Regions from separate parts of the Sus scrofa genome. Here all the other regions are linked to region 2. Evidence: chromatin contacts called from public Hi-C, HiChIP or PLAC-seq and promoter capture Hi-C data. All regions are on one chromosome and are shown on one strand. The core of a region is the stretch at or near the end of the contact, and the rest is flanking DNA. Distances in the headings are between cores, read along the strand shown.

Region 1 (4,042 bases), core at 1,307-3,806, 490 kb after region 2:
GTGCGTAACTTCTGTATGCGACAGGTGTGGCCAAAGAAAGAAAGAGGTTTGTAATTGTGAGCACTATGGCTTGTTAATTTTTCCAAGATTTTTCCTGCCTATTCTTTTTTTTTTTTGTTTGTTTGCTTTTTAGCACCAAGGGTGGCACATGGAAGATCAAAAGTTAGGGGTCCAATCAGAGCGGAGCCGCAGCAGATGGCCTACACCACAGCCACAGCCATGTCAGATCTGAGCCACATCTGTGACCTACACCACAGCTCTCAGCAATGCTGGATCCTTAACACACTGAGCGAGGCCAGGGATTGAACTCGCCTCATGGATACTAGTTGGGTTCATTTCCGCTGAGCCACAATGGGAACTCCCTCCTGGCTATTCTTGCAGTGGCGTAGGTCGCCATCTACAGCTCCAATTTGACCCCTAGCCTGGGAACCTCAGTATGCCGCGGGTGTGGCCCTAAAAAAAATTAACACAGAAGTACATAAAGACTTAAAATTAAGAAGGACCTCTTAAAATATTTCCTTATCACACCTTCCCAACTTCCCCTCACTGAGGTAAATCTTGAACAGCTTGATAGTATCCTTTCAAACTTAGCCATACATTTACAAGCTATAATGTGTATGTCCACACACAGGTTTTCACTGGTTTTGTTTTGTACACATATGGGATCATTAGGGATAAAGAGTCACACTACATATACGGTGTATGTCAATGTATTGCAATCCTCTATAGATGCACATTCGCATTGTTTCTTTTTTTTCTTCCACTAACAAAGCTGTGATCAACATTCCCCTATATATTTTACCACATTTGTTTATTTAAGTAGAATTTCCAGAAATGAATTGCCAGCTAGAAGGGAATGAAATTTTGTTTTGTTTTGTCACTGCCAGAGGCAGGGTGGAACCCCAACTACAGCAGTGACTAAGCTGGATCCTTAACCTGCTGAGCCACCAGGAAACTCCATGAATGCCTAATTTAAAATTTGAAGATACTAAGTGATCTTCAGAGGGCAGCAATGACACTCCTAAACTACAATATAGGATGGGACTTTTTCAAACACGTTCCTAAGTGCTGAACATACAAATCTTTTTAATTTTTGCCAGTCTGTAAATCTGAGATAACATTTTAGCTCACATATGTTTCTAAGGGTCACATAGGTGAAGAGACTTCTCACATTACCTGGCTTACTGTCAGCATTCCGTTTTTTTTCTCAATCACCCAGTCTGGCAATAAAATACGTGTAAGGGCTACAAAATGTCAGGGAATCTTAATGAACAATAATTTACCATCAGACCTCATTGAAGCCTTAAAGAAAAAAACCTCGAGGGCAACATTTCCAACCTGTACAGTGAAGGGACAGATCAGCTGCAAAGATAACTTGAGTGTCACATTCTGAAGTGGGGTGTTCCCTTTTAAAAATAGTCTGTCTTCCCTCCACCCCCGCCCCGCCGCCCCAAGAATCAAGCTGCGTTCCCAGCCTGCCTTAAACTCTGGAGTCGCGCCATGCCCCTTACACTTCCCGTCGGGGAAGGCCCCTCCCAGGCTTCCTTGCCTCCTCTTCACCCAGGGAAAGAGAGCTTCTTTCTGCCCCAGGGCCCGGTGCCCTCGGAAGCCCTCCAGCCAGTGTCCCTCAGAGCTTGGCCTCTCCATCCGAGCGTGCACCTGGAGGTCTGGAAGCCACCCGGAGCTTACTCTTTTCTGAGAGCGTCACTTCGAAGTCCGCCACCCTTCCACATTCCCAATGCTGTTCTTTAGAGGTTTGGTTCTGGAGACTGCAGGCTTATTTGACCTGCGGCAGGTAATGCAGAGCAAAGTGCCAGTGGGGAGCCGGGAGGCACCAGCGCTTCGAGACGCTGGCACCTAGATTGGACGTAGGGCTGCGTCGGACCCAACTTCTGTGAGATGAACAGAATTTTTGGTTCAACATCTTTAGCTTGGATTTTGTCTTAATTCAACCTATATAGCTTCCTGAAATTATATTTTATTCCTTCCAAAGTCTACGAGATGGGAACTCAACCTCGGACACCGTGCGTGAGTGGGTCCCACGAAGGAAATTCGCATCCCATAGGGAGCCGGTGGTCACCGAAGTGCCGGGCGCCGAGAAGGTAGGGAAATCCTTCAAGTCCAGCCAGTGGTGGGACACACACTACCTCGCGGGCTCGCCTTACCCCTGGCTCAGACCAAAGGCAGTCGTGGTTGTGATTGGTGGAATTAGGAAAACCAGCTGGTCTCACCCACAATGGGCCTGGATTGGCCTCCACACTCAGTCGCTTTTCTACAGTCTAAATCTAGAACCGCTTAGTGATAAATCCCGCCTTCAAAGGCGTTTGATAACAGTTTTATGTGTTGTAAGGCAAACGGTGATTGGTCACAGAGCTCACGGATTCTGTCGGTAGTAAACACAGCGAGGCTCCTGGGACCGCGGATTGGTCAGTGTTCCGGGGGCCGAGTAAATTCCTCCAGATACCGCGCGCCGGCTGGCTGCACTTCTGTCCCGGCCCCGCCCTCTCCCCTTCTGATTGGTTGCACCCCTGCCGGAGGGGACGAGAAATGCCGCGGAGTAGGCGATCTCGCGTTGCGTCACTTCCGTTTACTGTGTGCAGCCGCCGCGGTGTTCTCAAGAGTGCCGCGGCGAAGGGGTTGAAGGAGCTGGGCAACAAGAGGCGGGGTGGACGGAAGAGGGAGGAAATCCCATCACCGAGGAGCCAGCCTGGACGTTCCGGTCTTCTGCCACACTGTCGGGTCGGATCGAAGAAGGGTCACCGCCTCCTCCAGCGAGAAGGGGGGCGGAGCCCGGCTCAGGTGAGGCGACTCTGTCAGCGGGAGCGGTGGTGGCGCGCGCTGGCGCGCTCACGTGGAGACAGTTGAGCTCTGGGGGAGCTGGGTGGGCGGCGCGATCAGGGTCTTGTCTAGGTGTCTGGGCGCGCGCCGAAGCGTACCGGTGCCCCCCCGCGTCTGCCCTGCCTGTCTTTCCTGAGGGTTATTGTTACCCTCAGAGCGGAGGGGCCAAGGCGGGTGGGAGGCGTGTTCTGCGCAGGCGTCCCCCGCGTCCCGACGCCAGGCTGTCTGTCCGCCGAGTGGGGCGGGGGCTCTTGCCCCCTCTGATCTGCGGGCGGGCTACGTTGGTTCCTGGGATCGCGTGGGAAAGACCAGCACCCTGGCAGGGTGAATAGAGAATCTGCGGAATGGGGTCGGGTGGCTTCCTTGCCCCTGTCCTGGGTCTCATTGAGCGACGAGGTTTCGTTTCACCAGAGCAAGGCCAAGGCGAGCTGGAATCGGGAACCGGCGGCTGAACCAGGAGGGGCGGAGCCAGTGTTTTGGAATGCCGCAACTAAAAGGACTAAAGTGTTTATAGGCATTTATTGAAAACCCACTGCTTCCAGGCTTCGTGCTAGGAGGTGTAGGGGATGCAGTGGTAAGAACAGTCTGTCCCCCTCCTCCCTTGTTTGGAGGACATACAGGTTTATGCATGTTAGGCAGTGAACTAAGGGGAGTTGAAGGTTAGTTTTTTTCCTTCCAAAAAGGTCATTTGCTATTAAGTCAGTCTGTATTCTGGCCTTGTGGACGATACTGTGGAAGCTAATTTCTGAATAGGACACAAATCCTGAATATTTAACTTGGCAAAAAATTTTTACATAAAGGCGCAGTAAAAGCTTCATTGCTAAGTGGTATACTTGGGTTCTGGGGTTAATTTTAATTAGTGGAAGTAAGAAACCTTTCACCTTCAGGAATTGAAGCAAAAATATTTCCAAAATGTGTTTCTATGCTTCTCTGTTTTAGTAGGTAGAAGATATGACATACATTGGGATCTTTTCTTTAGAGGTTGAAGAGAATGCTGTGCCTTACTCATCAATGATGATTTGTTGTCGTTATATAGGCTGTTGTGCCTTAGATAATTTTGAAAAGGTGGGCTGAATGCCTCATTTTCTGGAGAAACTGAATTCAGTGAAGTGCTATGATTTGGGTTGTGAGGATGGTAAGCTAAAAGATTAGCGGTGAGGGAAGAGAATTTTAAAGAAAAGCCCCTAAACCAAGGAAAGGCCTC
Region 2 (4,190 bases), core at 352-2,851:
CTTTTGAGTCTTTTGTGCCCCAATTGTGTGTTTAATTTCAATCTCTGCCTCCTCTTCGGGTTTTACCCTAGGAGAAGAACCTCTCCATTCTAATTTGAAATGAATTATTTATGCTTATGAACACACTGGCTGCCTGCCTGGTTTATTTATTTTTTGAATAATACAGCTGATTAGGGATTCACACAAGACAGGGCAAACATAATTCCAACGTAAATGCCCTTCCCCAACTGCTGCCCAATTTTTAATCACTCCAAACTACTGTGTGGCCTGGTCATTATCCTGTGGAGCCTGAAATCTATCCCCGAACCCTAATCAGATGCCCGGTGCCTGCACTTGAAAGTCAAGATCTGCCCTATCAGACCTCACCACCTGTCCTTGACAACCTTATCTCTTGCCACTATGAGTTTCTCCACTCATCCAAATTCCATTCATTCATCCTCCAAGGCCCAGTTCAAACGCCTCCACCCTGTGAAGCCCGTCCTGGTTGTCCCTTAAGGGAAGAAGCCCCTCATGCATATAAACTTCCAGAGTTTTTGTTTTTATATCCTTACTTGGATTCTAAGTTCCCCCCAAGAGAGTTCAGGTGAGGACGATGGCACACAGTAGGTACCTCTGGAGAGTGTGTGGTGAAATTAGGTAGCATGGTTTCCCACACCCCAAGAAGCTGTTTATCAGGCCAGCTCAGGCAAACTGGACACAATTTTGGAGTCAATATCTACAAAATGCTCTCAGGGGAAGTGACCAGGGAGAGCCATCAACCTATACCCATACCCTGACCAGTGTTTCATGCCAGGTGAGTTGCCTATTTGACAAACCCCACTTAAAGAGCATACACCTCACAGATCTGATGAGCCTCCTGTAGAGCCTCACTCTCCTTCAACGCCTCACATCTGCGTGCCTTCCAGTATATAAGGTAGAGTCAGATCATTGCTCCCAGTGCTTGTTACAGGGGCCAAGGGCTGCATGTAAGGCAGGTGTTACTTTTCAGGATCTGGGGCTCAGAGACATGTCCAAAGTCACTCCCAGGAAGGGTCAGGACTATGATTTGACTTATGCCTCTTAATTCTCAGTGCAGTGGCATTCAATGCGTGCAAGTTGTTTGAGGTTGAAAGGAAACAGGGTTTTTAAATGACTTGTATAGTCTAAAGCACACACAGGTGTTCTGTGACCTGCAGTAATAGCAGCTGACAATATGCCACTCCGAGGGTTCAATGAAAGCTAACCAAGGCTACAAGGGGAGGGAGGCGGAGACTTTCAAGGCCTCAGCAAAGGCGCGCTTGCAACCCACAACTGTCAGTACCCAGGGGTCCTCCCGGCTACCAAGCACTAGAGAACGCGTTGGCTGTTTCTGGTACGGCAAGGCCACCGTAGGGCACCCACGGTATGGCATTCCATCCAGCGGAATCTCAAAGCCCTACGACAGATGTGATGGGTGACCCCCCAAGTGCCTTCGCTCGCCGCACAGCTGCCAGGGGTGGGCAGGCGTCCCCTCACCCTCCGCAGGTTTAGAGGGAGGCAGCGCGGCGTAGTCTCCCTCACGTGACCGGGCTCGGCAGCGTCCAGCGCGTCACGCCCCGCCCCGAGCTCTGGGGTCGGTCAATGTCTGCGCCTGCGCCGGCGCCGGCTGGGCTCGCGGGCTGGCCTACCTGCGGGCGGGCGGCTACCGGGCGCGGAGCCGGGCCCGCGGCGATGGGTGAGTGTGGGAGGCGGGTGAGAGGGAAACGCGGGGCTCCCCCGGCCTCAGCAAGGAGTGCCTGGAAGCACGAAGGAGGGTCCGAGGAGGCCGTCTGCCGCGTCCTCTGGCCCACCTACCCCTCAGCGCGCGCGCGCGCACTGCGTCCCCTCCGCCCCACGGCGCGCCCCGCCACTGCCGCTCGTGCCCTCCCGGGTGGGGCCTGCAGCCGCAGGGGCCGGCGGCCGCCGGGTTTCGCTGAGCCAGGGGCGCTGTCCGGCTGCCGGAAAGAGCTTTTCCGGTGGAGGAGGCAGCGCGCTCTTTTGGGCGCGCCTGGGGCGGGGAGGTGCCTTCTGCCGCGCACCTAGAGCGGGGCGGGAAGGGTTCTTGCTTTGCCTGCGCGGGAGGGGAGCGGCGCCGGCACTGCGAATGGGCCCCGGACCCCTTATTCTGTCCGGTGTCAGAGACGGAAGGGGCTTTGGCGAACCCACCACCCTCCCCTCCCTCTTATCACACACTGGGGAAATGGACGCCTGGAGAATGGTAAGTTCAGCCGCACAACCAGACAATGCTTATTCTGCGACACCATGTTGCTTCGCGTTGTAGGAAACTTGTAGTACGAGGCTTTTTTTTTGGTCTGGTGGTGGTGATGGGATTATGTTGTTAATTGTAAATTTGTACCAATTATTGGGTATTAAGCTTATCTAAGTGGGGCGTCTTAAAGGCTATATTTACCCTTTTTTTGGCCCTATAACTGTATACAGCTGGTCTTAATCCCCACCTTCTGTTTCACTACGTGCAAGCTGTGAAACAGAAGCCCTTAGAGTAACGGTAGTGACCTTGCCAATCTGAGCTTCCTCTGTACTTGTTTTTGAAAGGGTTCCGTGAAAGCAAAAGGTTCTAGGACTGGTTAGGTCCGCGGGTGATTTCAGAGCACAGGTTAGGCGTTTTGGATCTGGAGTCACCTTGAGTGCATCTCAGGCAAAGATCACAAGCAGTCTCTTTAAAAAGCAGTGGACTTACCTGGTCTTTCCTTTGGTAGATTAAGCCCAGAGAAGTGGATTTTTAAATCATAGACATTGCTTTAAATTTATAGTGGCAAGATAGTGACCACTGGATCCCAGGTTTATCTTATGTGAATGCTGACTCAGACCTGCTGACTTGTAGGAGTTAACATCCTTGGAGAATTACAGTTGCCTTCTCCGTAGTTTTTGTACAAAGACCTTTGTGCTGGGTTCACAACTGTGTCTTATCCATGTGGGCTATAAATTATGGTGAGCATTTAGATTACACTGTTTTCTTTTACCATAAAAGTTTGACACTTGGAGTTGCTTGAAAGTCATCTTGATTAACTTTGCCTCCTTATGCTGACATAGGTCGAGTGTTTTAGGTAGCAGGCAATGTAAAATTATGGTATATATATGTTGCAATAAATTGGAGTGAATTATCCATGTTAAAGAATTTAAATATGTAGATCAGTTTAGCAAAGAAATTTAGTCATGTTCAAGTATAAATATACAAAATTTTTAATTTCATCGCTACAGAATACTCTGTACACTATCCTTCCTTCTCCTGGCTAAATTAAGAACCTGTTTACACTATCTCCTTATCTAGGAAGAAATGAGAGGGAAAGCTTTAAATCTGTAAAGTCCAGAAGGGTTTCATTGCATTCCTTTTCCCTATGTCAAGGCCTAGTTTTAAAAATCTGAGACCCTAAATGTACAATAATGTTCTTTAAATTCCTTAAAGTAGTTAATTGCAGTGGTCAGTAAATGACTGGCTGGGAGTTCCTCTGTGGTGCAGTGGGTTAAGGACCTGGCATTGTCCCCACAGACAGTTGGGTTGCTGCCGTGGCGAAGGTTCAGTCCCTGGTCCCGGAACTTCCATATGCTGCAGGTATGGCCAAAAAAAAAAAAAAAAAAAAAAAAATTTGCTAACTTCTGTTAGTCACAACTTTCTATTTGTTGAGTAACAGTCCCCATTATCACAAAGGATCATGACAAAACTAGTAGAAGTCACTTTAATTTGCAAAATTTTGGAAAGTAATGCAGGTACCATTCCAATAAAAATTAAAAGTGAACATGGACAAAATTTTATTGTTCAAGTGTGCAAATAACTTGGTTTGTGTTAACAAGGAACATATTGTTAAGCAGCTTTTAAATGTTATGTGTTTGGTGTGTAAAAATGAAATTTTTTTATGTTTGTAAATGTCTCAGTGAGTTAGGAATAGTCACATAGATCTGAATATTTTTGTTGATTTTAACATGGTTTAGTCCTGAAACTCTGAAGAAGAGCAAAACATTATGTAGATACAAAGTATTTCTGTGCTGTTGTTTTGTAAATTTTTATTTTTGGCCACACCCTTGGCATATGGAAGTTCCTGGACGAAGGATCTAGTCCAAGCTGCAGCTGCAACCTACACCACAGCTGTGGTGATGCCAGACCCTTAACCTGCTGCACTACAGCAAGAAATCCATTAAACTGCTTTTTTTTTTATTTTTTATTTTTAGGGCCACAC
Region 3 (3,875 bases), core at 81-2,580, 420 kb before region 2:
CAGAGGACGAGTCCTTTCACTCCACACTATGAAGCAGCTGCCAGTGGGCTGAACCCCACAGGGAGTTCCCTGTGAAGTGGGAGCCTTACCCTCCCTTGCCTCTCAAGGACTATCCTGGAAACTCTGTCCTAAGCCTAGCCAGAGACTAGCATGGAAAAGAGGTGACTCGGGTCCTGCTTTTTTTGGTGGGGGTTTGGGGGATGCATTCTTTTTATGTCCACTAGAGGGTACTGTGTACATGCGTATAGGAGGCTCTGAACACATATCTGGGCATCCTCTCCTGCAAACACTCAAGTAGAGAAACAGGGACAAAGACATCCCCACACGTGCCTACAATCAGACACAAGGATACACAAACCCACAAATCATCACACACAGATGTGTACATACATACGCACCGGCACATGTGCACGAAAACATCTACTCATGAGCATAGTCACATGGCCAGAAGACATACAGAGACACACAATGCATGTATCCATATACACTCAGATCCACACATTTCACCTACACACACACACACACACACACACACACACACCACCACCACCACCACCACCACCACCACCACAAACCTAGGCATACACATGGCCAATTACACGTTGGCAGACAAATACGGTCACATGGGTGGTATTGTAAATACACATTCAGACACAGACATAAGCATGAAAACACAGACACGCATTCATGTCTAAACAGTACAAGTGCACCTACAAGCACACCTACCCTGGGCCTTTGTTATCTTACTTTTGTGGAAAATGAAGTCCCTTGAGGGATGATTAACATCGAGGTGTTTTCTAAGGAAAACAATGGAAATGTCAACTTCATACTCCCGATGGAACGGTTTTATTCGTTAAATGTTAATGAAAGGCAGTTCATTGAGTTTTTAAAGAGAGAAATAGCCACCCTGCTCTGACAAAGCAGAGAACCCAAGTCACAATTTACTAACATGTGGAGTTCTCCGAGATACCCTAAAACAAAAACTGGTTTAAAAAAAAAAATACTAAAGAAATTTCAATAGAAAAATCAATGTAAGCCATAATATTGTGTAAAGGCAAACAGTAAGTCCAAACCAGTCCTTTCTTCTCAGAAAGGATGATACAGAAGCATAGAGTCTTTGCAAGTGATTATCAGATGGCCAAGGCTGGAAGTTTGCCTTCGAAAAGACAAAGGCATTAAAATAAAAGAAAGGATTAAAAAAAGAAGGAGAAAGGGAAAAGGGCCTGTGAAAAGAGCTGCTTCGATAACAGCATTGTATAGCTGAGAAGAGGCAGCTGTCAGAAATGCACTGTGCTCCACACAGCCACATCCTGGCAAGAAACAGGTGTTCCCCGGGCAACAGGCAAAGGATCAAGTGGGAGTGTGAGTGGCACAGACATACACTGGCCATTGCTGTGTCTTCTCTACAGAAGTCTTGTAGACAGGAGGGAGAGGCTTGTCTTCTAGGTAAGAACTGCCAGGTCCACAACCCACCTCTGCCCCCTCCCTGGCACGTGGTACTGGCAGATCCTGCCCCTCCCTGGGCCTCGGTCTCCCCAGGGGAACAAGGAGGAAGTTGCCTTCTCTGCTCTCTAACGTTCCTTTTTTCTCAGACACCTTGTCATTTCAAGCCCCCAGCGGCATCTTTCTGAGACCCCATTGCATCCCATGGCCAGAAATCATCGCGAGTAGCTCTGTTTATGCACTTAACAAAGTGCCCGTTCCAGCCCATCAGCTCGATCCCAGGGAACAATAGCTCAGGAACAGATAAAAGGCATTCATCAGGCAGCCAGGCCCAATTATCATGTCACACTGAATGAATGTATTTTAAAATCTTTTCTGACAAGAAAATGTTCCAAGTAGGTACCTTCAAATTAGCTGGAAAATCCAGAGAATTCACTATTAGGCCTTCTTTGAAGAATCTTTATTCCCCCCTGCTGTTCCAGAGGAATTCCTTGGATATTATTAATTCCTCCTAAGAGTCTGACCTTGTCGTCCCCCACCCCACCCCCGGCTGGGATGGAAACACTTTGTCTGTCTGCCTGACTCCCCGGAAACCATTGCAGAGATGATACACACCACCACCCTGATAGGGCATCACCTGTCCACCAATTTCCAGGGTCAGGTGGGCTCCAGTGAAAATCCAGTTCAATTCCACCCACATTTATTGAGCATCTTTCTGTTCCTGAGAGCCCTGTGATAAAAGCTGAGTCTACCCAGCTCTTGTTGAAAGGACATTCTACTAATGGGGACATGCATGTAAACAGATCCGTGTCAGTGCGAGGGTTTTTTTTGTTTTGTTTTGTTTTGTTTGGTCTTTTTGCCATTTCTTGGGCCGCTGCTGCGGCATATGGAAGTTCCCAGGCTAGGGGTTGAATCGGAGCTGTAGCCACCAGCCTAAGCCAGAGCCACAGCAACTCAGGATCCAAGCTGTGTCTGCGACCTACACTATAGCTCACGGCAACCTCGGATCCTTAACCCACTGAGCAAGGCCAGGGATCGAACCTGCAACCTCATGGTTCCCAGTCAGATTCATTAACCACTGCGCCACGACGGGAACTCCTACTTTTTTTTTTTTTTTTTTTTTTTGTCTTTTCTGTCTTTTTAGGGCTGAACCCGTGGCATATGGAGGTTCCCAGGCTAGAGGCTGAACTGGAGCTACAGCTGCCGGCCTACACCACAGCCACAGCAACACAGGATCTGAGCCACATTTGCAACTTACACCACAACTCATGGCAACACTGGATCCTTAACTCACTGAGTGAGGCCAGGGATCAAAGCTGCAACCTCATGGTTCCTAGTCAATTCGTTTCTGCTGTGCCACAACGGGCAACTCCCGAGACTACATTTTAACCTGGATGTGACTGCTGGCTCTGTGATGTGGGACAGGTGATTTCACCTTGCTTTCCCTACCTCTAATATGGGGGAAATGACCCCTAACTCCCAGACTGTTGTGAGGAGGGTCCGTTTCATGGGACACAGACTGTCCCTCTGTCTGACCCACTTGAGGCATTGCAAAGTCACCTCTGCCTCCCAGGACTGAGGGATCATTTTTCACCTCTTCTCCACTCACAACACAGCTATTTCCTTGCTACTTGATTCTCAACTCCATGTTGCAGATGGCTCCACGTGGCTGTGGTCTGGGAGAAGAGATTTCTCTCGCCTCATGAGAAACTGCATCAAGGGCAGAGATATCTGAAACTTGTGGCTCTGATGCCAAGATTTGGAAAGGCAACAGCAAACCACTGGGAGTGAGGAGACTGATTCGGTGTTTCCAAACGAATACAGAGCAATCTGCTTTGGCTTCTTCGTATTGTGAACTTGTACAGAGCAGACTGCTGACAAGGGGCGGTTTCTCACTGACCTATAGAATTGCAGGGCTAGAGGGAGACTTAGAGGCCACCTCATTCTTCTTTTTACAAGTAAGGAAACTGAGGCCCAGAGAAAGGAAGAGACTTGCCCAAAAGCACACAGTGAACCTGTGGCAGAATGGAGCCTAGATCCCAGACACCCTGTGCCTCTGGCTTCTATCCCTCCTTTAATCTCACTGGGTCACAGATCACCACCCCAGAGAACTGGGAAAGAGTCCCTCTCTCCAGCCTCCTTCCCTGACACTAGAGCCCTGGCCCTGGCCCCCCAACTCTGCGCTGCCCTGAGCCTGTAGACCCTTGCTATTCTCAGTCGTGGGGTGTTCAAGGTTCCTGTGGGCAGTAGGTCCTGCCTCCACCAGCTCTGTGCACCTCCAGGCCTCAAGAAGAGTTCAAATGGCATCTCTTTGGTGGCATCACTCCTTGCTGCTTCAAGTGAGACTTTGTGGGGTGAGACCTTTTGCTGCTTGAAGGCAGCTATTCAAGTGGCATCTTTGGTCCCAGGGGACAGAACTCAGATGCCACTGG
Region 4 (4,273 bases), core at 1,714-4,213, 470 kb after region 2:
AGAGTCAGAGAGAAATCCTGGCGCCTTGGACAGCACCAAATCCTTTTCTTACAGTTAGTACCAAGGCAGACTTCCAGTAAGCTTTGGCCTATTGATCACACATTCCAATTAATGAAGACTGCTGCCTTCTGTGAACAAGATGCTTAAAAACAAAAGACTATTATAAGTTAACGATGTGGTGAAAATTAATGAAGGTGATCAAAAAGTATAAACTTCTGGTTGAAAAAATTTTGTAATTAAGTATGGATGTTAGCTAGACTTACCATGTTGCCATTTTGCAATATGTACATATATTGAATCATTGTTATACACCTGAAACCAATGTCATATGTCAATTAGCTCTCAGTTAAAAAAACTCATCAAGATTGTAAATAAATGAGATTTTTAGGAAATTAAACAAATCTAAGTCACTTTTCATTTTCAGGAATGTCTACATGCTGGTGTGAAGGCCACTGGGTCTGGGAACACAGAAACTTGAGAAACCTCTCTAGATTTCCCCCATTGCCCCTAAAATAAAGGCAGAGAAGAGCAGTGCCAGGGCTGCCGCCACCACCCTCTACTCCCCGCAATCCCTTTACCCTGTCCCTACCTGCAGAGAGTGTTGCATTTGAGGGCTCCAGTCCCAAAATTGTTTCCCACATAGGAAAGTCTGTCTGTTTCAGCTGCCTAAAATGGAGAGGGGGAAAGTTCCATTACAACCAATGCTGAAAGATAATAAATATCTTGACTTCCCACAGCTGAGCAACCTCAGATACAGAAGCTTTAGACTCCAAACCACAGTAGATTAGAACAGGGAGAGCCTCTTTGAGATGATCCAGCTCCACTATCTTTAAGTGAATTTTGGGTGTCCCTGGGGAAAAAGCAAAAGGATTTTTGAAAGGGAAGCCCCAGGTATTGCTGGCTTCCAGCTAGGCCAGAAAGTTCTTGGTGGAGCTTGGGAGAGTAGCTGAGCACGTAGAGGCATGCAACAAAATGATCCTGCAGGCAACCCCAAAGTCTAACCCCTTCTTGAACCTCTTTGCCACCTCTTCCATGACTGTTCCTTACATGCTCCCAGGACCATGGAAATGGCTAATATACTCCTCAATCATAGCCAAGTTTTCCTGCTTCCCCATGTTTGTCCTTGGTGTCCTCTTCACTTGGAATATTAGCCTCAGCTGTCAAACCTTCCTCCATCCTTCAGGGCTCCAATGCATCCTGCCACAAGAAGGCATTCTGGCAAGCAGAGCGCACTTTGCCCTGCTCTGTACCCTCCCTCCCTGGAATCCTGAACTTTGTCTCCTTATGTGTAAGTGTCCCCTACATCCAGTTCTCACTTCTCTAGATCAGTGGTTCTCAACCCAGGGAAATACCCCTATGGGGACATCTGGGAATGTCTGACATGCTATTGTCACAACGAGGAGGTGCTAGGTATATTTGGGTAGAGACCAGGGAAGCTGCTAAACACCAGGGATGTGCAGAACAGTCCCCACAACAAAGAATTATCTGGGTCAGAAGGTCAGTCGTGCTGAGATTGAGAAATGCTGCTCTAGATTATGAGCTCCCTCCGGGTGGGGCCATGTCTGACTTAGTTGTCTCCCTAGCTGCTTACGGCCCAGAGCCACAGTGGGGGTTCAATAGATGGTTGCTGAATGAACAAATGAATAAAGGGCTATCATTTCACCATAAGTGTGAAACTGAATGGAGCCTGCTCCCACACACCAGCCTGCTGGGGCTCAAAGTTCTTTAAGGCTAATCTGCTATCCCCTGCTTTTCTCCTCTCACTCCCTTCCACACCCAAGGGGCCTCCTGAAGCCTGCAGAGTGGAGAAAACAAGCTACTGCAGCACTTACCAGGATCCGCTGACTCCTCTTCCTGGGGTTTGTGGAATCATTGCTCTTGTACAAGGTGAAGCGCATGTTGCCTGGATTCTGCAGCTTCCCATTGGAGAACTGGACTGTAAGATTGTAGCCCAGGAATGACATGAGAGCAGAAGGACCAAGAGAGTATGATGCAGAGGAAACAGACAGTCAATGAGAGGGAGTGACTGAAGGAATGGGGATGGCAAAGAGGCCCAGGTCCTGGCCCAAAGGAGGTTTTTTTTTGTTTTTTGTTTGTTTTTTGTCTTTTCTGGGGCCAAATTCGCGGCATATGGAGGTTTCCAGGCTAGGGGTCTAATCAGAGCAGTAGCCACCGGCCTACGCCAGAACCACAGCAATGCGGGATCCGACCACCACCACAGCTCACGTCAACGCCGGATCCTTAACCCAATGAGCAAGGCCAGGAATCAAACCCGCAACCTCATGGTTCCTAGTCGGATTCGTTAACCACTGAGCCATGATGGGAACTCCCCAAAGGAGGGCTTAAGGAGATCCGGATCCAGGTGGGAAGAGGATGGGGAGGGGATGGGAAGGTAAGGGGAGGCCTGAGGAGAGAGGGGCTTCGACGGGAGGGAATAACTAGGGGAAATGGGACTAACTGACGAGGCCTGGACCAGACCTAAAAAGATAAAGAAAAATTCTGCCCAATGGAGGAAAGTAAATGGAGCAGGTTTGAGACTTGATGGGTGAGGAGATGACCGGGTCTAGAGTACTGGGAAGGGGTAACTGGTAAGGCCTCATTCAGCGGGAAGGTGGTGACAGAAACGCGGTGAGATGACAGAGGAACCCTGGCCGAGCCCTAAGTAGCAGTAGAGCCTGGAAGGGATCTGGCCCAGCTGAGAAGGGGGACGGACCAGTAAGGGAAGACGAGGGCTGTAGATACCGAGACAGAAAGGGAGGAAGTTACAGGGAGCTCTGCTCCGGCTCCGCAGTCCTTACCCAGTAAAGCTCTCTGGCTCTCTTCGGGGTCTCCACAGTACAGCCACCTTGCACTCGGCAACACCTCCGCCGCCATCTCGCCCTTCTACCGCCAAGCACAGGAGTTAAGACAACTGCGTCCGCTAGGTACACGCGGGTGGAAAAAAAAAAAAAAAAAAGGCAGGGCGGAAGAGGCGTGGCCTCTCCGGGCACCGCCCTGCGCACGCAGAGATGCGTGGCTCCGCCCCCATCAGGCCCGGCCCCTAAGCGCTGTCTCGCTGAGCTCTGAGGCGGGCCATCCCCTCTCACTCTTCGCCCGCCCCTCCGCGTGGAGAGGCGGGGTCTCTGCGCTCCCTATGCCCCGCTCCTTCCTCCGCAGCAAGGCGCAACACGTGATTGGCCCAGCACTCGGCCTGCTCTTTACAGGTCGTGTGCCGCTAGGGAGCACACTACCTTCAGGTCTTGCTTTAGCGCATAGACGGGTTTCTTCGCGGCTGAGTCTAGGTAGGGTATGGTCTATCTCTACCACCGAGGCAAATAAGTCTTACTGACGCCTGAAAGTCCAAGTTCAAATTTAGAATTTTTCGATAGGCAATCCTTGCACGCTAACTAAATGTGGCGACTGGCGGAGACCGGCCGCTTTCCAGGACCTCCATCCACACACCTGGATATCAATCCTTAAGCCCAAACGTGATCCACAATCCTGTAAACAGTAACATGACCTCATCTTCTCGGACCTTGGCACAGTACCACCTGTGGTTCAATCAACTCTGAGAGTATGGACCAGTGGGAGAGGCCCAGCAGACTCAAAGCTTCTGGGGTGGACAAGAAGGGGGAACCAGAAGGCATGGTCCTTTGTCCCCGCGGATTCAACCCTCCCTACCGCATGGGGAGTTATTAGGCAAAAAGGAGGATTAAAGCAGATCTTTCAGCATGGGCCCAGGCTAGGACCCGTTTTTCTCAGTCAAAGGAGGGTACTGTTGAAGGGAAAGAACCAGGTTGACTCATCTGTGTTTTCCAAATTGCCTTCTTTTGAGACTTCCCCTCCCCCTGCACGTACTTCCAAGATGATCTAAAAAACATTAACACCTGGGAGTTCCCTTCGTGGCGCAGTGGTTAACGAATCCGACTAGGAACCATGAGGTTGCGGGTTCCGTCCCTGCCCTTGCTCAGTGGGTTAAGGATCCGGCGTTGCCGTGAGCTGTGATGTAGGTTGCAGACGCGGCTCGGATCCCGCGTTGCTGTGGCTCTGGCGTAGGCCGGTGGCTACAACTCCGATTAGACCCCTAGCCTGGGAACCTTCATATGCCACTGGAGCGGCCCAAGAAACGGCAAAAAGACAAAAAAAAAAAAAAAAAAAAGATAACACCTGAGCTCTCCTTTTTCTGAGCAAGTCTTTTCTAATTACCAAATCTCAACTTACAGAAAAATTGCAAGTACAGTGCAAAGAAATTTTCTGGCCCTGAACTTTTTAGAGTAAGTTATCAACCTGATGC
Region 5 (4,170 bases), core at 209-2,708, 330 kb after region 2:
TACTTTCATTCCCCCCACCTCCTTTTTCAGGTTCTTTCCGCAGCCCCCACTGCTTTCCACCATCAGTGCAGGCTTTCTAAACGCTCTCCAAGGGTTAGATGGAGCCATTCCTTGGGAATCAGCCCCTCCCACTCCAGGGCTGCCTCTGCTATTCCACTGCATGAATTATAGATGCAAGAGGTTACTAAAGCCTGAATAAGCAAATGAGTTCCCTTTCTTGACTCAATGTGTTACATTCTGTCAATCAGGAAGGCAGGGGGTTGGGGGGGGGGGAAGAGCAAGATTTAAGAGTTATCTGTTGCTTCCATAGTAAATTACTGTTCAAATTTATCTAAAATCCATTGTTGCTATGCAATGTACAGTCTAGAAGGAGCATTCTGGTCTTGAATTATGTGAGCAAGTCAGTCATCTGGTTCGTGTCTGAGAATTATATATGGCTAGTTGGCATGCATAATTTGGGGCAGCAGCCTTCTAACAACTGTTTTGATCATTCCGTGACAGGAAATCTGGTTGCATTAAATTCCTACCTTCTGCTTCCAGAGATGCCCATCCAAGCAGGCACTAATAGCTAATAAAGACTAACAGAGGAACAAAAGGGTGCAGGGGAAAGAGAATTCAATTTAATATTATAATTATTTGCATTAGAACCCTGCCTCTGCCCATCATTAGTAGAAAGACTTTAGGAATTACACTGGGTTTCTAAACCTCTCTGTCCTTATCTGTAGAATGTTGAACAGATCTAAACTTGATTTATATACACTGTATCACTGGGCCAATACTGTAATTTGTGATGATCAGTTAACACTGAAAATGAGATGACAATAATAAAACGTAAAATGTTAAAAACTATGTGTCTGGGACCCTACTGGTCTAACTAGGTACACAACCCTGCTCAGAATTGACTAGTTGTGTACCTTGAGCAAATGTCATCATCTTTGTCTTTTTATTTTAGCTCATCATTAAAAAGTTCAAAATTATTCATAATAAAAGACTGGAATAATTAACTGAAATGATACACTAATCACCACCTAAGTTATTTTCAATATTTTGCTAATATCCTTTCATCTCTCTTTCCCAACCCTTTTTTTTCCCCCTGAGGTATTTTAAACACTATCTGGGCAAGTTGTTTTAAAGATCTCTGTGCTTTAATTTTCTTATCTAGAAAATGAAAATAATAATATCGAATTCATGAGTAGAAATGTACTGCGTATTTAATAAATGCTAACTATTATTATTTAAGATGGTACCTAAGTGCACCTCCCCCTCCGAGGCGCAAAACCACTTTGCCGCTCCACGCGCGGGGCTCAAGACAGGAGCCTGCAGGAACCCGAGTCGCGCGTCGCTAAGATGGCGTGTGCCCCCTTCAGGCCGCCCTCCTTCAGAACAAGTCAATGTAAGGATGAATTTTGTCCTTCGCAGGCTCCCGTCGCAGGAGTCGAAAACGAGGGGCGGGAACAGGAAATGGGATTGGGTCGAGTTCCGGGCGCCACACGGAAGCTGAGAATTGCAGAGCGCGACCACTGGAATTGGTGAGGCAGAGCCGCGATGTTCCGGATCGAGGGCCTCGCGCCGAAGCTGGACCCTGAGGAGATGAAACGGAAGATGCGTGAGGATGTGATCTCTTCCATACGGAACTTCCTCATCTATGTGGCCCTGCTGCGAGTCAGTGAGTGTCCTTTCAGGCTGTGGCCGTGAAACTAACAGGGAGCTCGCGGACACTGCCCTCCAACTTTGATCCCATTGGCCTTTGGGGGCCTTGAACTAAACTAAGCGGTCGCTGGGCGCAAGGGACGTGCACGTCGAGGGCAGCGGGCGCATGCGCGACGCGGTTAGGATCTGCTTGTGAGGGCTGGAGTGTTTTAGGGCACGCGGCGACCTGGACCTCGAGGTTGAATCACGGTCCAGGGTAATCACCCAGCCCGACCGTTTGAAATGAAAGCGCCTCAAGGGTTATCTCCCAGAGCAGCTACCTCGTTTTGCACACAGAAAAACTTGTGTCTAGAGTGGATAAATGGCAGGCTCAAGGTCACTCAGCGATTTGGTGAATGATCTTGACCTAGAATCCAGAATTCTTTACTCGCTGCCAAGTTTCCTTCCATTATTGCTGACCTCTGAAATCCAAAAGGTTTTGTTCCTTTTATTTGTATGGAGGGCGGAGTAAATAATTGCTATTTTAAAAGAATGACGAAAAAAGAGTATGAGTTAATAGGATTAATTTTTTTTTCTCTTGGCCACACAGAGGCATATGGAAGTTACCCGGCTAGGAATCTAATCTGAGCCAGAGCTGCAGCCTATGCCACGGCTGCAGTAACAGCCGGATCCTTAACAACTGCTCTGGACCGGGGCTGGAACCGCGCCTCCACAGAAACAAACCCGATGTGTTAATCACTGGGCCACAGTGGAAACTTCCTAATAGGACTGATGATAATACCTGAGAGTTTATTCGATTTTATTTTTGATAGAAACTATTTGCACTGCCTGATCTTCACAATAGCCCTGGGAGAGGCAGGACATAAATCTCTGTCCACTTTGCAAATAAGAACTCCACATTTAGAGGGCACTTACGCAAATTATCAGAATTACCAGCACACAATATTAGATCTGGATGCAGTTTTATAGATCAGTTTTCTAGTTTTACTGATAGGAATTTGAGAAGCACTTTGCCCCTCCGTCTCATTTTCAGTTCAGTGTTCTTTTCCTTGTTCCTTGCTGTATGTTAGTAGGTCCTTGATGAAGAGGAAGAGACGATTCAAATAAATGAAGGTCATACTAAGGTCATCTTGTAGAGGGCTCCTTTTGGGCCTAGGGCCAGAACTCCCTAAAGTCTTGTCCCCTTAATCTGCCCCCTTCGCTGTCTGTGGTAATACTGTGCTTCCCCGGAAGAGGGAGCCCTGGTGAACAGGCCACCTCAGATTGTCCAGCTCCAACAGCTTTTTACAACTCCCAATTTATTTCTTCCTCTTTTTTTGGTTGACTTAGCTGCCGGTAAAATATTTGCTTCTTTTCAATGACCTTTGTATTCGATATGAGTTGTTTTTTTAAAAAAAAATACAGAATACTGTTCCTTATGATTTTTAAATTGATACAATATGCATGTTATACAAGTCACTCAAAGTGTACAATTTATTGGTTGCTAGTGTAGTCAGAGTTGTGCAGCCATCACTACAATCTATTTTAGAACATTTTATTTCCCTCTGAAAGAAACACCATGTCATTACTGATCATTCCCATTTTTTGTCTTTAGGGATTTTCCAATTCTGGACATTTCATATAAATAGAATTGTACAGTACTGTGACTTTGTGTCTAGCATAATGTTTTCAGGGTTCATCTATACTTTTTTATTGCCAAATAGTATGCCAATTTCTGGATATATCATACTTTGTCCATTCTTTTGATGGCTGTTAACTTTTTTTTGTGATTAGAATTTATTGTTTTTTTTTTTTCACAACACTTTAGGTTATTCATTTTATTTATTTATTTATTTTTTGCCTTTTCTTGGGCCACTCCTGCGGCATATGGAGGTTCCCAGGCTAGGGGTCCAATCGGAGCTGTAGCCACCAGCCTATGCCAGAGCCACAGCAACGTGGGATCCGAGCCGCGTCTGCAACCTACACCACAGCTCACGGCAACGCCGGATCGTTAACCCACTGAGCAAGGGCAGGGACCGAACCCGCAACCTCATGGTTCCTAGTCGGATTCGTTAACCTCTGCGCCACGACAGGAACTCCTTTTTTTTTTTTTTTTTTTTTTCACAACACTTTTACTTTATTTTATTTTATTTTATTGTTGTTTTTAAAGACTGGTCATACTGTTGACTTTGTCAGCTTCTGAGAGATTTCCGTGTGTTCAGTTTAATATTAGCATATGTAACCAGCACTACCAGAAAGACTATTTCCAGAACTCTTTATCTTGTAAAACTGAAGCTATAGCTATTAAACAATAATTCCTTGTTCCCCCCTCCTCCCAGCTCCTGGCAACCACCATTCTACTTTAAGTCTTTGTGATTTTGACCAAGTATCCATCTAAGTGGAATCATAACAGTATTTGTTTTTTTGTAACTGACTTTTAATTTTGCAAAATGTCCTAACATTCATCTGTGTTGTGGCATATGTCAAAATTTCCTTCCTTTTTAAGGCTGAATGATATCCATTTGTATATATATACCCATT
Region 6 (4,088 bases), core at 794-3,293, 440 kb before region 2:
TCCCCAAATAGTATATGTACATGCTTCCCCTCCCCCAATAAAATGTCAGCTCCATGTGAGCAGGGATTTTTTTTTTCCTATTTCATTCATAATTCTAGGCATAATTCTATGTCCTTCATGCCTAGAATTATGCCAGCTACAGAAAAGCTGCTCAAATAGGTAGTTATTCAACAATATACTGAGGAAACAATAAAATATCCACCAAGGTTGTTTACAAAGGCTGTTTAATTGACCTCAGGGTGGAGTAAAAACCGAAGAGACTCGGCGACAGAGCTGTTCTCTGACAGAGGAGCTTACATCACTTCACCTCTGTGCCTCAGTTTCCTCATATGTGAAATGCCTCATGGGGCTACGCTGAATGGGGTTGTGAGTACAAAAAGCCTGGCACACGCATCCAGGTCATCGGAGCTGGGCGGCACCCTCAGAAACCAGCCCAGGCCAGCTCCCCAGGCACAGTCAGGCCTCAGCTTTCCCAGGAGTGCAATGAGTACAGCAGCTGGAAAGAAGCCTTTGTTTATTCTTGCCTACAACTCTAAAAAGTGTAGACTTGATGAAAATAACAACTCTAAACACCCTATAAAATTTAATCCATGAAACTTAAGTGGTATATAAAGTTCCTAGATTCGCTGAAGCACATCTCTACACATCTGCTGTCTCACTTGACCTTATCCCACAAGCCCCCGAAAGAATTGCACCTGCCCTACCCCAGCACCCCTACCCCCTGCCACTGGGCAGGGAGAGGAGCAAAGAACTTATCCAGGGAAACAAGGCCCCAGCTAAGTCCCCAGCCCCACACAAATGAAAGATTCCTAGGAAGCCATCCCTTGGGGAGAAGCTGAGCCAGCAGACCTGACAGGGGTGCATGCAGGGTTCACTCTGTTCAGGACTCTGACCCACGCTGGGACAGAAGCGATCTTGCATCCATTAGGCCTGCGTCTGAGGAGGGAGGAGTCCCTGGGGAGGTCAGGATAAGGTGGATGGGGGGGTTAACCAATCCACGGGGTAGGGGTGGAGGGGGCTAAAGAGGGCAAGAGGATTGATCACAGACCAAGGTTGGCAAGGCTACTTTCATGCACAGCCAAGGCTGTTTCTATTCTAGGGACCTACTTGGGGTCGCCTCAGGGGCCTCCACCATCATGTGGGTAGAGAAGTGCTCACAGAACATCATACTTTACAGTCTGCAGGCCATCTTCTGAGCAATCAATTCACCTGAGGCTTCTAGAAGCCCCAAGAGAATTTAGGTTGATGATGACAACCCATTCTGGAAGAAGGTTGGGGATCAGAGAGGTTCTGGGACTCACTGAGGACACACAGCAAGTAAGAATAGGAGCCTCAGCCTGGATTCCCACAGCCCTATCTTTGTGTTTCCCCCCTCCTACGGACAACTCTTTTATTAGCGCCCACTGTGCCCACTGGGTCATCGAGGACCGGGTAGCGCCCACCTTATCCTTTCTGCTGGAGGGAGTGCGTGTACTGGCCTCACAGCTACAATCCGGGGCTCTCTACTACAGTGGGCCCAGTGGCGGGGAGCGACGAGGTCAAGGTAACCGGGAAGATTTGAGGTTTCAAAGGTCTGTGTCTTCAGGGCCCCTCCGGCGCCACCCAGAGACCCGGTGTGGGAGGCGGGGTGGGAAGCAGGAAGAGGTTCCCACAGCGTTCCCTCGGGCGGAAAGGCGGGCCCCCAAATCGGGAAGCCGAGACCCAGGGAGGAAGCCTGCGTTGCAGCGAAGGGAGTCGTGGCCAGTCCGTGAGAAGTGGGGGCCGAGGAGAGAGGGGCGCCAGTTACCTGCAGCAGGCTGGAGCTCGCGGTCTGTTTTGGGATCCGACTCCCCCAGGTCTAGTCTGGCCACCGGCCCGGGGCTCGCCACAGGCCCCGCCTCCGCGTAGTTCGAAGCTCAGCAGCCAATGAGGCTCCGCCTGCGCCCAGGGCGCCGCAGACCTTCCGCAGCGCGGCCAACGCCGCTCCTACCCCCAAGCGCTGGCTGTTCTATGCCTTCAGGATTGGGGGGGGGGGGGGTGCTGCTAGCTCACTACCCTTCTCAAGGTCTAGTGGCCCCCTATCCCTGCGAATATTCCGCACCATGCAAGCGCTCCTTCTCAGGCATCGCCACGCAGAGCTAGGGGTCCTAAGACGCACGTTTGGGCGCGGAAACAAAAATCCAGAAACGATAGGACTTCAAAGGTCACACATCAATGGGAGCCTGGGCCCCAACTGTATTTTTCCTTTCTCCTTTGCACACAATGCACCTTATTAGGTTACCATTCTCCCCCGCCCCCGCGCGCAGTGCCCGAGTTTTGTGGAAGTTCCCGGCCAGGTAGGGCCAGGTATAGAACCCGCGCCACAGCAGCAACTCAAGTCGCTGCAGTGACAACTTGGAATCCTTAACCTAGGATGCCCAGCAAGGGAACTCCTGAGTTCCTATCCTTGAGGCTCTCCTTAGCCTCTTCTGTGCCTTTCCCTCTCTCTCACTTCTTTTTCCTTGGTTCACTAATTTGTCTTCCACCTTCACTGCTCTTTTTCCCAGTAGATTTTATATTTGAGCTTTTAAAAGCTGCATTGGAGCGGGGGTGGGGTGGGGCTAAGGACACCAAGAATATATGCACAATGCAGAAAGCTTTGAAAACACAGAAAAGGTTCCAAGAAGAAAAAAATATTATCTTCAATCCTTTCACCCAAACGTTACCATCCATCTTGCTGATACTTTTTTCCTCTGCATTGTTCAAAAACTCTTTTAATGAAAATGAAATCATATGGTGACTTCTTTTTTGCTGCCTTTTAAAAGCAATTTACTCTGAACCTTTTATGGTGTCACTAATTAATTAAATGGCAACATCATCCTCTCCCGGGTGGCCTAGAATTGTGTGGTAAGATGGCTTGTTGATGGACATGGAGACTGTTTCCATTTGTTGTTGCCATACGGGATGCTAATTCCTGAACCTGCCGTCTTCCACCGGCTCCACCTCCACTGCACCCTCCTGGTTGGAGAAGTTAGGAAGCTCTGAGCAGGCCCCCAGCCTCATTTGCAGCTAGAGTTCTGAATGTAAACTAGGTGGTGCCGATTAGCAGTACCACTGCCACATGTGGCAGGTGGAGGGTACAGTCCTGCTGCCTTTGGGTCATCACTAGTATGATGGCAGAAATGTGAGGTTTTCTGCATTCTTCTCCAGCTCCCTGGGTATGAGATGCCTGCTGCAGCTGTGGTTCCTTGACTCCAGCTACTTGTTCCCTGCTCTTTAAATCATGGCCTAAGGACTGTGTCTTGAGCTAAATAGCCCCCAAAGTGGTCTCAGAGGGTAACAAGGCTGGTGGACTCTATCCATCTTGTTCTGAGTCAGTCCTGAAGGTCAAGTCCTCCCTGATTCTCCATCCCTCTGGCCCTTCCAGCAATTCTGTCAGCACCCACTCTCTCTCTTAAATCTCTACCTCTCCATATATTTAGAATATGCACATTTTCCTGTTTGAACCTGATTAATTTATATAATTCTTTCCCTAAGCTACAGCTCCATGGAGTCTTTTGTTACCATGTCATCCTTAGGATGTTCACAGTCCTTGCTGCAAAACTTAATTCTTCACTAGAAGCACTACATCTTGTGCCTTGCCACATCTATGCTCATGTTTTCCCAGCAATTGTGTGGCCCCTTGCAAAGCCCTGTCTGCCTCCATGCCCCCCCCGCCCCCTCACCCCACCACCCTCACCCCAGCACATGGCCAGCCTAGCACCCTTTGGGCATTTGGCATGACATTCCATGGTGGATTGACTTAAGGGTTATTTGATCAGTCATTAACAAGCCTCATTTGTAGAGGCAGTGAATCCATGCCAAAACAACTATCAGTCTTCCAGTGGTCAGGCCTCTTGGAAAGCTGGGGCAGGTGTGAGACGCAGTAGCAAACAAGAAGTGGCCCCTTGGGGAGAGGATAAAGGCTGTGTCCTGTGAGGAGCAGCTGAAGGAACTGGGAGTGTCCACCTCTCAGAACTCAAGGGACAGGACTGCACCCTCCAAGGCTCCAGAAGGCAAAAAACAAGATGTAGTCTGTGGGGTCCTCGAAGGCAGCGCCAGACCTGTGAGGGAAAGTTAGAGGGGGCAGA

Evidence for each region. Promoter capture Hi-C pulls out the DNA fragments that hold promoters and counts their contacts. A called contact is a pair of places that touch in the nucleus more often than the background predicts. HiChIP or PLAC-seq counts read pairs in DNA pulled down with a chosen protein or histone mark.
Region 1: a contact with region 2 is called in an H3K27ac HiChIP or PLAC-seq map of alveolar macrophages. The contact joins the promoter of ZBTB5 here to the promoter of SLC25A51 in region 2. A contact is called at or near these places in 2 of 5 promoter capture datasets (fetal liver and liver), 2 of 47 Hi-C or Micro-C datasets (heart right ventricle and liver) and 2 of 2 datasets of contacts at active chromatin or transcription factors (alveolar macrophages and skeletal muscle).
Region 3: a contact with region 2 is called in a promoter capture Hi-C map of fetal skeletal muscle, with 12 times the contacts expected there. The contact joins the enhancer-like site here to the promoter of SLC25A51 in region 2. A contact is called at or near these places in 3 of 5 promoter capture datasets (fetal liver, fetal skeletal muscle and liver), 28 of 47 Hi-C or Micro-C datasets (adipose tissue, alveolar macrophages, brain and 16 more) and 2 of 2 datasets of contacts at active chromatin or transcription factors (alveolar macrophages and skeletal muscle).
Region 4: an H3K27ac HiChIP or PLAC-seq map of alveolar macrophages shows a contact between it and region 2. The contact joins the promoter of POLR1E here to the promoter of SLC25A51 in region 2. A contact is called at or near these places in 2 of 5 promoter capture datasets (fetal liver and liver), 15 of 47 Hi-C or Micro-C datasets (alveolar macrophages, brain, embryonic fibroblasts and 10 more) and 2 of 2 datasets of contacts at active chromatin or transcription factors (alveolar macrophages and skeletal muscle).
Region 5: a Hi-C map of embryonic fibroblasts shows a contact between it and region 2, with 2.2 times the contacts expected there. The contact joins the promoter of TOMM5 here to the promoter of SLC25A51 in region 2. A contact is called at or near these places in 3 of 5 promoter capture datasets (fetal liver, fetal skeletal muscle and liver), 11 of 47 Hi-C or Micro-C datasets (alveolar macrophages, embryonic fibroblasts, heart right ventricle and 6 more) and 2 of 2 datasets of contacts at active chromatin or transcription factors (alveolar macrophages and skeletal muscle).
Region 6: a contact with region 2 is called in a promoter capture Hi-C map of liver, with 11 times the contacts expected there. The contact joins the promoter of ALDH1B1 here to the promoter of SLC25A51 in region 2. A contact is called at or near these places in 4 of 5 promoter capture datasets (fetal skeletal muscle, liver and skeletal muscle), 13 of 47 Hi-C or Micro-C datasets (alveolar macrophages, brain, embryonic fibroblasts and 4 more) and 2 of 2 datasets of contacts at active chromatin or transcription factors (alveolar macrophages and skeletal muscle).

Annotation. Positions count from the first base shown.
Region 1 is chr1:238,175,991-238,180,032 of Sscrofa11.1, reverse strand. ZBTB5 (zinc finger and BTB domain-containing protein 5) reads left to right here and starts at 2,556. Exons shown (of 2, transcript XM_021066137.1): 1 at 2,556-2,799.
Region 2 is chr1:238,664,839-238,669,028 of Sscrofa11.1, reverse strand. SLC25A51 (solute carrier family 25 member 51) reads left to right here and starts at 1,601. Exons shown (of 3, transcript NM_001258408.1): 1 at 1,601-1,693.
Region 3 is chr1:239,084,341-239,088,215 of Sscrofa11.1, reverse strand. No RefSeq gene overlaps it. Among named protein-coding and RNA genes, the nearest start is that of ALDH1B1, 24 kb to the left of the region's middle. Within about 2 kb of position 1,330, at least 5 of the 83 cell types and tissues checked have an H3K27ac peak or open chromatin away from gene starts, as enhancers often do. A contact at or near this core is called in fetal skeletal muscle, where this site is marked.
Region 4 is chr1:238,196,349-238,200,621 of Sscrofa11.1, reverse strand. POLR1E (DNA-directed RNA polymerase I subunit RPA49) reads right to left here and starts at 2,963. Exons shown (of 12, transcript XM_021066147.1): 1 at 2,799-2,963; 2 at 1,833-1,936; 3 at 590-666. The coding sequence starts at 2,874.
Region 5 is chr1:238,330,354-238,334,523 of Sscrofa11.1, reverse strand. TOMM5 (mitochondrial import receptor subunit TOM5 homolog) reads left to right here and starts at 1,458. Exons shown (of 2, transcript XM_003122021.5): 1 at 1,458-1,666. The coding sequence starts at 1,546. It overlaps LOC102165621 (a long non-coding RNA gene), which reads right to left and starts at 1,339. Exons shown (of 3, transcript XR_301353.3): 1 at 1,248-1,339.
Region 6 is chr1:239,107,769-239,111,856 of Sscrofa11.1, reverse strand. ALDH1B1 (aldehyde dehydrogenase X, mitochondrial) reads right to left here and starts at 2,043. Exons shown (of 2, transcript XM_003353586.5): 1 at 1,787-2,043.